2 separate regions of the Bombyx mori genome follow, and region 1 is linked to region 2. The links are chromatin contacts, called in public Hi-C maps. All regions are on one chromosome and are shown on one strand. Each heading gives the region's core, a stretch centred on a gene start, on an enhancer-like site or on the middle of the called end of the contact. The rest is flanking DNA. Distances are from core to core; before and after follow the strand shown. Region 1 overlaps LOC101737038 (mushroom body large-type Kenyon cell-specific protein 1). Region 2 holds the start of LOC101737038 (mushroom body large-type Kenyon cell-specific protein 1).

Region 1 (5,453 bases), core at 2,034-4,533, 190 kb after region 2:
TTATAGCCTACTCTGTGAAAATCATTTACGGCCACAGATTAACAATATTTTTTTTTATGAAACTTCACAGAAAAGAAATTGAGAGACAAACAGAGAGAGAGAGAGAGAGAGAGAGAGAGAGCGAGAGACAAAAATAAAATTTTAGTTTTTCATAAATATTGATCGTGTTCAATGGATGTATCAATTATGCATAAAATTATGCACTTTTTGTAACACCTCACGGCACCTGTGTAAATGTCAGATGATGTCAACCGGCGTAATGCTCTGTGAGCAAACACAATGGAATAGAAAACGTTCAATGTGAAGGGTTGATCTTATAAATTTGCATTTTCGTTCGTAAAATAAAATCGTTTCGCTCAAGATCTGCTTCGAGAACTTTGTTGCTCAACATTATCGGGACTCAGAGAATCGATCGTCTAATCCAGCCTTTCTCAAAGTGGGCCTTAACGCCCCCTTGTGGACGCTGTAGGCCTAAAGGGGGACGGTAAGAGACCCAGAAAAAAATGGGGGCGTTGTGTAGAGGCTTGGGAGGCGATTTGTAATTTCATTTAGGAAGACTCTTAGACACCGATTGTGCTTTCGCTATAGTGGTTTTCAGGTACCTAGGTGAAAAAATGGGGGCGCTAAAAAAGAATTTATTCATTAAGTAGGCAATAGACAAAAATAAACAATGAACTAGTTTTTTTTTTTAATTAATTTCTAAGATTTCGAATAGTGAATAATCTTTGTGTCTAGAACGTCAAAGCTGAGAAACTAAGGCATGTTAGGTTGACGCCTCAAAATTGTTTGATTGAATAGATTAAAAACAACGTGTGCTTGTGAAAACGCATCAAGGCATATCCTTACATTCCTTAAGGAAATAAAACGTCAATTTAACGTATAAAACATATAAAATTTAATTATGTACAATATAATAACGAAGAAAAAAGAAAAAACATTGCATTTTAAATATAATTTAATTCATCGAATGAATAACCCAACAAAATTTCAAATAAAAGTTGATTACATTAAATATTTGGCACAGAACACCGAAATTCACAGTCAACTGTGTTGTTTTGTCCTAATTCAATTCGATAATATGTCAATTAAATTATTGAAATATCATTATTATTTTGTACAATTTCGCGTGCGTTTCTGCTTTAATTTAGAAATACGTTTTTAAAATGCAAGTCCTACCGTGCTGTGTGTGTTACAAGTTCTTCCGATGCTGCCAGCCTATCGGGAATAACTGGAGGTGACTACTTATAGATCTATACTAGAATCGTAAGCTTATGGCTTAAAGGTCCCGAAAACTTTTTCTCAAAACAACGGCAAAGGGTTGTTGCTCATGGCGTAAATGTACTTTTTGACTCGAGATAATTTTTTTACATAAATTGTCAAACGAATTCACAGCTGACCTGCTGGTTTAGTGGCTTCATAGACGCCGCAGTATGGACCCCACCAGCTTGGGATGTGAAGCTGGAGTATCAATTGTATTGAAATACCGCTTGTTTTAACTTTCAAACCACAATTAATCATTTAGGCCTTGTTTCTTTCTCAAATTAAGCATACATTCCAATCTTAAAGATTTAACATTAATCGATTGTAACTGCATAATGATCTTAACGTGTGTGAGACGCCGGTAACATCAATTAAATTTCTTCGAGTACCACTTAAGGTCGAGAAGCACAAAAGCATGCCTAATAAAATTTAACACTGTTAAAAAAATACATCTATATAGTTAATAGTTCAAAAGCATAGTCTCGCGTGTGTGAGCGATGGGTAGCAGCCATTTTTTGTGTCGGCCATTTTGTTATTTATTTCAGGCCGTGTTGCCTAGCAACCGAATATCTGGTGTATTTCAATTGCAAAGAATGTTATTACGTAGAATTTTGTTCGGGCTATAGTTTCTTCTTCAGTTTTTACGTGTCGGACAAATAATTAAAACCTATTTTTACAACATAAAGATTCGTTCTGTGTGAAATGAAGAACGTAGAATCTTAAAGAAAATTAGCACTATATTCAAACGTCGATAAATAACACCTATGTCGTCCGTGACAAAGAAAATTGTAAAGTAGTCCAAGCATCGGATATAATATTTAATATAAAAATATCGTTTCAATGTTAATCAATTCATTTCAAATTGAAAATAAAAAAAGTAATTTTTGTCGCTCAGCCACGAAAATTTCTAGAACAATGCAATTGCGACTTACATTATCATTTAACACCAGGTGAACCGTGAACTCATTCAAATACATATCATTAAACAACATGTGCAATATCGCAGCAGGCGATAAATAAAAGAAGCCTTCAAGACATTTTTTTTTATTGCTTAGATGGGTGGACGAGCTCACAGCCCACCTGGTGTTAAGTGGTTACTGGAGCCCATAGACATCCACAACGTAAATGCGCCACCCACCTTGAGATATAAGTTCTAAGGTCTAAAGTAGGTATAGTTAAAAACAGCAATAGCATAACATCAATCTTTGTGCCTAGGTTGTCTGAAAGCGATAAAGCGGCGGCCCCTTCGTCTCCAAGTCCTGTAGAACAGCCGTTAGACCTGAGCGCCAAGTCCACGTCCAGCACCAGCGGTACGCCTCCGCCTGACCCCAAATTCTTGGATAGCAGGTGAGAAAAACGTTGAAAACATTATGTTCGTTAATCAACATAATTTTCAGGGTCTAATCAACTGCTTTTGATCGATGACCGGTTTTACTGGTGGCAGGACCTCTTGCGAGTCCGCACGGGTAGGTACCACCACCCGTTATTTCGCCCCATTTCTCTCAATTGTTTTTTTTATTGCTTAGGCTTAGGGTGGACGAGCTCACAGCTCACCTGGTGTTAAGTGGACAAAATTTATTGTTTTGATGTTGATTGTTTGACAAAATTGGATGTTTTGATTGATTGATTTGGCTTAAAATAAAAGAATCAAGGCCGTTAAATAAGTTTAAAAAAATTGTGAATCATAGATTAGGTACAGAGTGACCTGACATTTGCTAGGTCGTACCTTTTTTTATAAATAAGCAAAGACAAAAAAAAAATACACAACTTTAGTGTTTTTCATTAATTGTCTTTTTGTGTGTAACTATTATAGGTAAAAGATATGAATAAATAATTATTGAAGTTGATTGTGGCGAAACTTAGATTATTCTGAAACACTATGTATTTTACTTCTAAAATGGGATCTAATATTTCAATTTAATCCACAACACTGACCATGGGGTCGTTTCGTGCATTCGTAACGGACGCGTTCACATAATACCACTTCCTACAGCCATCTCGGATTACACAAACAATAATGTGAACGCACCCATAAAACTATGAAAACTAAACCGAACGCGTCTTATAGTTCGATGAACTATTGACAGCTAACGATAACGGTGGCCATTTTGAATTATTATTGCTTCATAAAAACTAATTTGTATTTTGATACAGTTAAATTAATATTGATTACGCTTTTGTTTTCTATTGTGACCCGAAGCTTAATGTCCTCTTTTAATTATTAAACTCATATTTTTATTTGTATAGCTTCGTTGAGGTCGATAACAGCCATTTTAAATTACTTTTTCACGCAATAAAATATTTAGTATGTTTGTCAGTTTTCCCGCGTCATAGACATAACTAAAACTATTATTTTAATAACAGGTTTACTGGTGGTAGGACCTCTTGTGAGACCGCACGGGTAGGTACCACCACCACGCCTATTTCTGCCGTGAAGCAGTAATGCGTTTCATTTTGAAGGGTGGGGCAGCCGTTGTAACTATACTGAGATCTTATAACTTATATCTCAAGGTGGGTGGCGCATTTACGTTGTAGATGTCCATGGGCTCCAGTAAGCACTCAACACCAGATTAGGTATAGAGTGACCTGATATTTGCATTAAGGATCTTAGGCTACGCGTAGGGACGCGTAATCACAAACGTTCCAGTAATCTGTTGACGTCAGATCAACTGTATAGCCTATTTGCTAGATCGAACCTTTTTTTTAAATAAGCAAAGACAAAAAAAATTATACGAATTGTTAATTGAGTGTAACTATTATAAATGATATGAATAAATAGAGAATGCCTTAGGCATTAAGTCCGCCAATGTAAATTTTACATGAAGTGTAATAAATAAATAAATAAATAAAGTCTCTTAAGCAACAAAACGGGATTTGATTGTATCATCAGATGTTTGACTTCGTAACATTGCATAGTATCAAATGGCTTGATGTCCGTTTCAAGCGTAATCCGTAACAATAAACAAGCTTGAGCGTTTCTCTGAAAGAAATTAATTGCAATTCCCTTCGTAGAAGTTCAGGGACCCCTTATCGAGCGCATAGCCGAAGAAACGGGCTTATCACGATGCATGTGTAAATAAATCATTGCGAAATTAAATGCACTTTGGATTATTATTTTTTTATCATAAAAACGCAAGTACTCGACGGTCCAACGCACTTACCAGTTTTATTTTTTTTAACATGACTAATGTTCTTGTAACGTGTGTCACTTTAATTGTTTATTGCAGTGATTCTCAACCTTTTTTTTGTTGCGGCACACATTTAACGATTTCAAAATTTGGCGGCACACAAAAAAAAAAAGATAAAAATTATTTACTTACTACATACAACACACTGCATAAATAGTTTATCAAAAAATTTTAATATACGAAATAAACTAAAATATACTATATATATTTTTTTTGTGGATTTAAATATATAGGTATTCATGTTTAAAATATTTTTCTTTTAAAATGATATAATTTAATAATACTAACATTATTATATATTCGCAAAATTTGGCGGCACACTTTTGAAATTTGGCCGCACACAAATGTGCCGCGGAACAGTGGTTGAGAATCACTGGTTTATTGATAGGACCCTCAGTGAGTAATCGCAGTAGGGGACCTACTGAATTATCAACGAAAACATTCCAAACAAATGCCACGTTTGAAATATTTTGGATGTATTGACGGGAACGCGACGAGGGAAGTCGTGTGAACTATTTCATTATGTTGTAAAGTTTCTTCAGGTTTAAACGTGGCTTATTAACTGTTTTGCATTAATAAAAGTACGCAAGTGTGCGAGAGGGAAAGAAAGCTCCGGTCACCGTTCTCGTCGAACCCGTCGCTTGCAACGAAGGGCTCGACGAGTAAACTAACTCTCAGACACAGCCCACTGAGTTTCTCGCCGGATCTTCTCAGTGGGTCGCGTTTCCGATCCGGTGGTAGATTCTGCGAAGCACGGCTCTTGCTAGGGTTCGTGTTAGCGTCATCGTCAGGTTTGAGCCCCGTGAGCTCACCTACTAGCCACGGTTACGCTGGAATAGCCGCTCCAGGCTACCAGCTTAGTTAGGAAAAAAAAAGAAAGAAAGCCGCTCAGTATAACCTCTCGGGTTATTTCAAAAAGCCCTCTGAAGTCGCTGTAAATTCGTAATATTTCACTGGAACGTTTATAAATGAATCAACTACGTCAACATTCGGCTACATTTTTGC
Region 2 (5,457 bases), core at 2,401-4,900:
TCCTTGATTCGTGATTTAACGTATTCATTATCACAAAGTCCAGTAGGTAGTCGGCGACCTTGACAACCAAATATAGATAACGGACAATTGAAGTTATTATTCGGAGAGCCATTTTTTTTACACATTTAGTTATTATTCGGAGAGCCATCATTTTTACATTAATTTTTTTTATTGCTTATTTGGGTGGGCGAACTCATAGCGCACCTGGCGTTAAGTGGTTACTGGAGCCCATAGACATCTACAACGTAAATGCCGCCACCCACCTTGAGATGTAAGTTCTAAGGTCTCAGTATAGTTACAACAGCTGCCCCACCCTTCAACACATTCTGCTTCACGGCAGAAATAGGCAGGGCGTTGGTACCTACCCGCGCGGACTCACAAGAGGTCCTACCACCAAATGAATTATTATTCCGTGTCTTCACTAAAGGAAGAGGAACCGTAGCTGAGGAGTTGAAGAGTCATGGCGAGCACTGGCTCAGGTGGAATAACGTGCTAATGACCCAATGCTGTCACTCTCGATGACTTTGAAGTGTTATATGCTGTAAAACGGCTGCTTCACTCTTCAACAACTCGACGGTGGCAGAAATAGGCAGGACCGCGGTGCCTATTCGTGCGGGCTGACAATACGCACCACGCATCAGATCGGCTGTTTGTATACGCGCGGGAGAGTGACGTAAGCAACTCTCTATCCGGGGAATCGCGATTTCGATCCAGTAGTAGATTCATTCGCGAAGCAGCTGCTCTCGAGTTGTTAGGACTCCTTTGGAGGCGCTCGGGCAGCTGTTAGCAAATCCCACCCCTCTTGGCTGAGCCTTTGCGCGCCCACCTGTCCTGGTGAAACTAGAAAGACGGGCCACAACTAATCCATTAATTAAAAAAAAAACCGGATAATTTCAACCGGTCTGTCTATGTACCTTCTGTGGTCTACGGTGCTCATATTTATTCCTCATGTCACTTTTTGAAAATATATCGTGGAAGTGGTATTGTAGAAGTATTTTGTATATTTACTCAAAATCCCTGCCTATGCCTTTAATTAGGACACATCAAAAATAACCCATAGCTTAAATAACGTAGAGAGAGAGAGAGAGAGAGAGAGAGAGAGAGAGAGAGAGAGAGAGAGAGAGAGAGAGAGAGAGTATTCTTTATTGTACACCAAAAAATAAATAAACAGTGCGATACATTAAATACAAAGAAGTACAATTGGCGGTCTTATCGCTAAGAGCGATTATGGTATTATGGTAGATTGTAAGTTAAAAATATTATTAACTCTGTATTTTGTGCTAGCCTTGTCTAGCCGATTCATACGACACTGTCATCGCCGTTCGTCATTTGAATATTATATCCGAATCGTTCCATATTCGAAAATGACAATAAATTGAAAGTAAAAGCCCACACGCACACTCACAAAATTTGTATACAACACTGACCTTTCTCAACATAAGGACTACATACGGCCGAATACAGGGGGTCGATGACCGGCGACACCGCCCGAGGCCGAATGTGCACGATGCATTCGGCAGGACTCGTTTAAAAAAAAAAAAGAACATAACCAAAATCACTTTTGCTTCGAATTGAAAACGAGAGCCGAATTCGCAAATTGAATTTTCGTTCCGAATTTCGAATTCAATTTTCGAACGGCCAGCTATTTTTAGGACGCATTTAATCATAAAGATAAAACATTATGTGACATTAAAATTACAAAAAAAAATTAAATGCGTCAATGTTGCCATTTTATTTTATAACAACATTTTCGTACAAGCTTATTTTTAATGCACTTTGTGGCCGGTTATCCGGTAAAGCGGCTAAATTTTGCTGGATAATAGATTGTTTGATGGGTATTTCACAGTCGCATGCTCCCTGTTCACGGATAGCTTGTGCCCTTTGTGGAGCTGGTGGGTCGAGATTGTTCGGATGCCCAATAAGCTCCACACGATCCGCCATGTAAATGTAAGTTTCTAGTTAAATTATTTTGTATTTCATAACAACATAGTTGTTTTCGTTGTTCGGAATTGGTGAGTCACACTTAACGCTAGGTGGGTCTGTAAAGATATACGACAAAGGGAAGATCTTCCACCGAGCTGGTCATATTTGCTCGGTAGACCGACGGTCCGAAGGTTGTTGGTCGTATATATGCAGGCTTATCTTGAAAATGTCGTAAGCGAGATTCAGGCATCTGTCAAATATCTTGCGTTCTATGATGGCTACCCGCCACATGTCGATGCAGATTTTGTCAAATATTTTATTCGTACAAATATGTATACAGCTTTTAATTTAATTTTTTTAATTCTGATCCCTTTGCGTCACGTAACCTTGCAGAGTGACGTCAGTGCTTCGTTTTCGTGAGTTCTTTTCCTTAAGAACCGTTGTTTAATGCGAATGAAACTTTAAAACCTCAAAATTTTGAAACAATCGATTCCGAAACCCGTTCGCGTTATATATAAAACGGTTCCGCTCGGGACTTTAACAAAAATTTCAACGATATTTGACGTTGTTTTAATTTTTGTAATAAAAGAACACTTATTGCGGCATAACTATAATATTTAGACATATGCTGTCGCAACGCTTTTTGTAAATAATAATGTGTTCTACAAAGTCGTAGTACATTATTTTATTCTATCATCAATAGTTTTCGCAGGGCACGCGAGTTAAAGAATATTTTAGGTAATTTTTTTACACCTTGGGTTACATTATTGGAGTTTTAGTAAGGATCCCTAATTTTTTTCAAAAAACAATTATAGCCTATGTTACTCGGGAATAATGTAGCTTCCAAAGAGTGAGAGAATATTTTAAATCGGTTCAGTAGTTTCGGAGCCTATTCAATACAAACAAACAAATATTTCCTCTTTATAATATTACTAGCGACCCGCCCTCGCTTCGCTTCGGAAACATTAAAACACATATGAAACCAAAAAAAAAAAATTAAAAAAAGTAACCTATGTTCATCAGGGACAATGTCAGCTTCTAATGGAAAAAGAATTTTTCAAATCGGTCCAGTAGTTTCGGAGCCTATTCGAAACAAACAAATCTTTCCTCTTTATAATATTAGTATAGATTAGTAGCTACAGATTAAATTATCAAAAAAAATATACCGGGATTTGTTTTAAATTGAATGGCTACTTGCGGTTGAACGCGTTTTCCTGTTTCGAAATTGATGAGCGCGTATCTAATTAAGTAGATTATATTTTTTTGGCGCGCTCATTAGGTTTTCCTTGAATCCGTAGGTAAGCAGTTTTAGAATACTAGGTCGGTGAGTTCCTCGAATTCGTGCACACAAAATTAATAGACATTTTTTGCGGAAATGTGCATTTTGTGTTTAGAATGTCGCGCTGTATGACCTACATACATAACGCTAAAATTAATTTCGTTAATACGCGTACGATACAAAAAAGAAAAAAAAACATGGCGTCATGGCACATTTACATTGTTCCCTGATTCGGGGGTTTATTCTCGTGTCGGCGACTCATCCTACGCCGGCCTTCACCGGGTCCGGTACGAACGCGTACCTCCGCAGCTGACCGATACGAAATTACATAGTTAACGCATTACGAGCGACGAGCATCGCGTTCGGTTTATTGACGCCGCACATCCGTCTGAACTTGCGAGTTAAAGTAAGCCCCCGCGAATGTCACCTAGCGAGCGCCCTCAGTACAACTGCAGGCCCGTGCATGTCCGCACGATCTATGCAGCGGCGCGCTAATAACGCCCGACTATAATTAATAAGCCATAAGATGACAGTTCGAATTCGAATTCCGAATGTTCGAATTTAGGAGCGGAACGGTCGGGAGCGCGCGCGCGACAGAGACCGGTATATATCTTCGCGCGTCTGCTATTTCGGTGACGTCGGCCGGTGCATAGAGAAATAATAATGAAAAGTGGCATTCACTATTCAGTAATTTCGTTGTGTTTACGCGTCGTGCTGGCTTGTTTTGTGGACGGCGGTTTCTTTTTTTTTTTTGTTCGTTTTTTTTTTTTTGTTTTTCGAATCGGCGTGACATCTCAGCGGAACTAGTGGCGCCCTCTGGACGGATCGTGTGCTCAACGCGACTGTGTGTAGTAGTAGTACACACGGTCGTAAATATTGTAATTCACGGACCTGTCACAACAATGGCAGGAACCTCGTGGACGTATTAACGTACAATGTATTTATGATGTGTGATGTGACGCGTTTTTGGCGCGGCCGAACCGCGGCCGGCTCGTAGCGCAGAAAATTGAGCTAGCGGTGGTGATACTTTTTTTTTTTTTTGTAATTCCAAACTTTACCTACGGCGATCTTCAGTTGCGCGCGAGCTGTCCCCGCACGCGCCTCGCGTCCCCCTAACGAAACGAAAACCGCCGAAAAACCACCGAATGTGTCCCGATTCGGCCTCGAGTCCCGCCGAAACGCGACCAGCCGAACTCCGTGCGAACCACTTCGAAGCGTTCCATTTTCGAATCCGTTCATACAACGCAGCGCGCGTTCGATGACCTCATAAAGTGAAACTAATTAATTTTCGCTCCTCTTTCACTTTGCTCAATATTGTGATTTAGACTTTAGTGCCTTGCCCGTACAAAAAAAAGAACTCGAAGAATATCGTGATGATACAGTGCAAACTAAGTTAATTAAAATAGTTAGTTTAATCAGAGTGTATTTTGCGAACTATACGTTTGTATTAAGAAACGTTTGAATCCGGAATGGAGCACGTCGTGAATGGACAAATACTGCGCTTTGTCTAGGTGAGTGTTATACGATAAGACGTGCCATTGTTTGTCAAAGTTGCGCGATGTTTCTTAACGCCTATCAATCGGATGACGGCTCTGCGTAAGCGCCTATCTTAATCTATGAACTTGATTGGAGCGAAACGAAATCAGCCGCGAGCCGGTCGCATTCCTAGTGCGCGACTCGAAATCGCGTATGGGAACTTCGCTTCTGTGATTAAGGGCAAGCGATTATGACCCTTCTCGGTTATCGGGCTGGGAGGGTTTTTCGTTGTTTTTCGCGTGCACTGGTTTCGGGTTGACGAACTGTTCTGTTGTTTTTCGTTCGCCGCTCGCTTTGAACATACGCGATGTTGCGGATGCATTGGCCTTCGAGCCAACACAGTTAGCTGCATACAGTATGGAGTCCGATAGGCACTGAAACTGAATTCAATACAATCTCAACGATGCAATGTTGACTGGGACAATTTTTTTTATTGCTTAGATGTGTTGACGAGCTCACAGTCCACCTGGTGTTAAGTGGTTACTGGAGCCCATAGACATCTATAACGTAAATGCGCCATCCATCTTGAGATATAAGCTCTAAGCTCTCAGTATAGTTACAACGGCTGCCCCACCCTTCAAACCGAAACGCGTTACTGCTTCACGGCAGAAATAGGCGGGGTGGTGGCACCTACCCGTGCGGACTCACAAGAGGTCCTACCAGCAGTGATTACGCAAAATATTTTGCGAGTTTGATTTTTATTACACGCTGTTATTCCT

Evidence for each region. A called contact is a pair of places that touch in the nucleus more often than the background predicts.
Region 1: a contact with region 2 is called in a Hi-C map of posterior silk gland, with 2.1 times the contacts expected there. The contact joins the enhancer-like site here to the promoter of LOC101737038 in region 2. A contact is called at or near these places in 3 of 7 Hi-C or Micro-C datasets (middle silk gland, posterior silk gland and whole pupa).

Annotation. Positions count from the first base shown.
Region 1 is chr26:2,959,623-2,965,075 of ASM3026992v2, forward strand. It overlaps LOC101737038 (mushroom body large-type Kenyon cell-specific protein 1), which reads left to right. Exons shown (of 7, transcript XM_021352441.3): 6 at 2,476-2,607. Among protein-coding and RNA genes, the nearest start is that of LOC101737173, 21 kb to the right of the region's middle. Within about 2 kb of position 3,284, at least 3 of the 8 cell types and tissues checked have open chromatin away from gene starts, as enhancers often do.
Region 2 is chr26:2,765,552-2,771,008 of ASM3026992v2, forward strand. LOC101737038 (mushroom body large-type Kenyon cell-specific protein 1) reads left to right here and starts at 3,651. Exons shown (of 7, transcript XM_021352441.3): 1 at 3,651-4,713.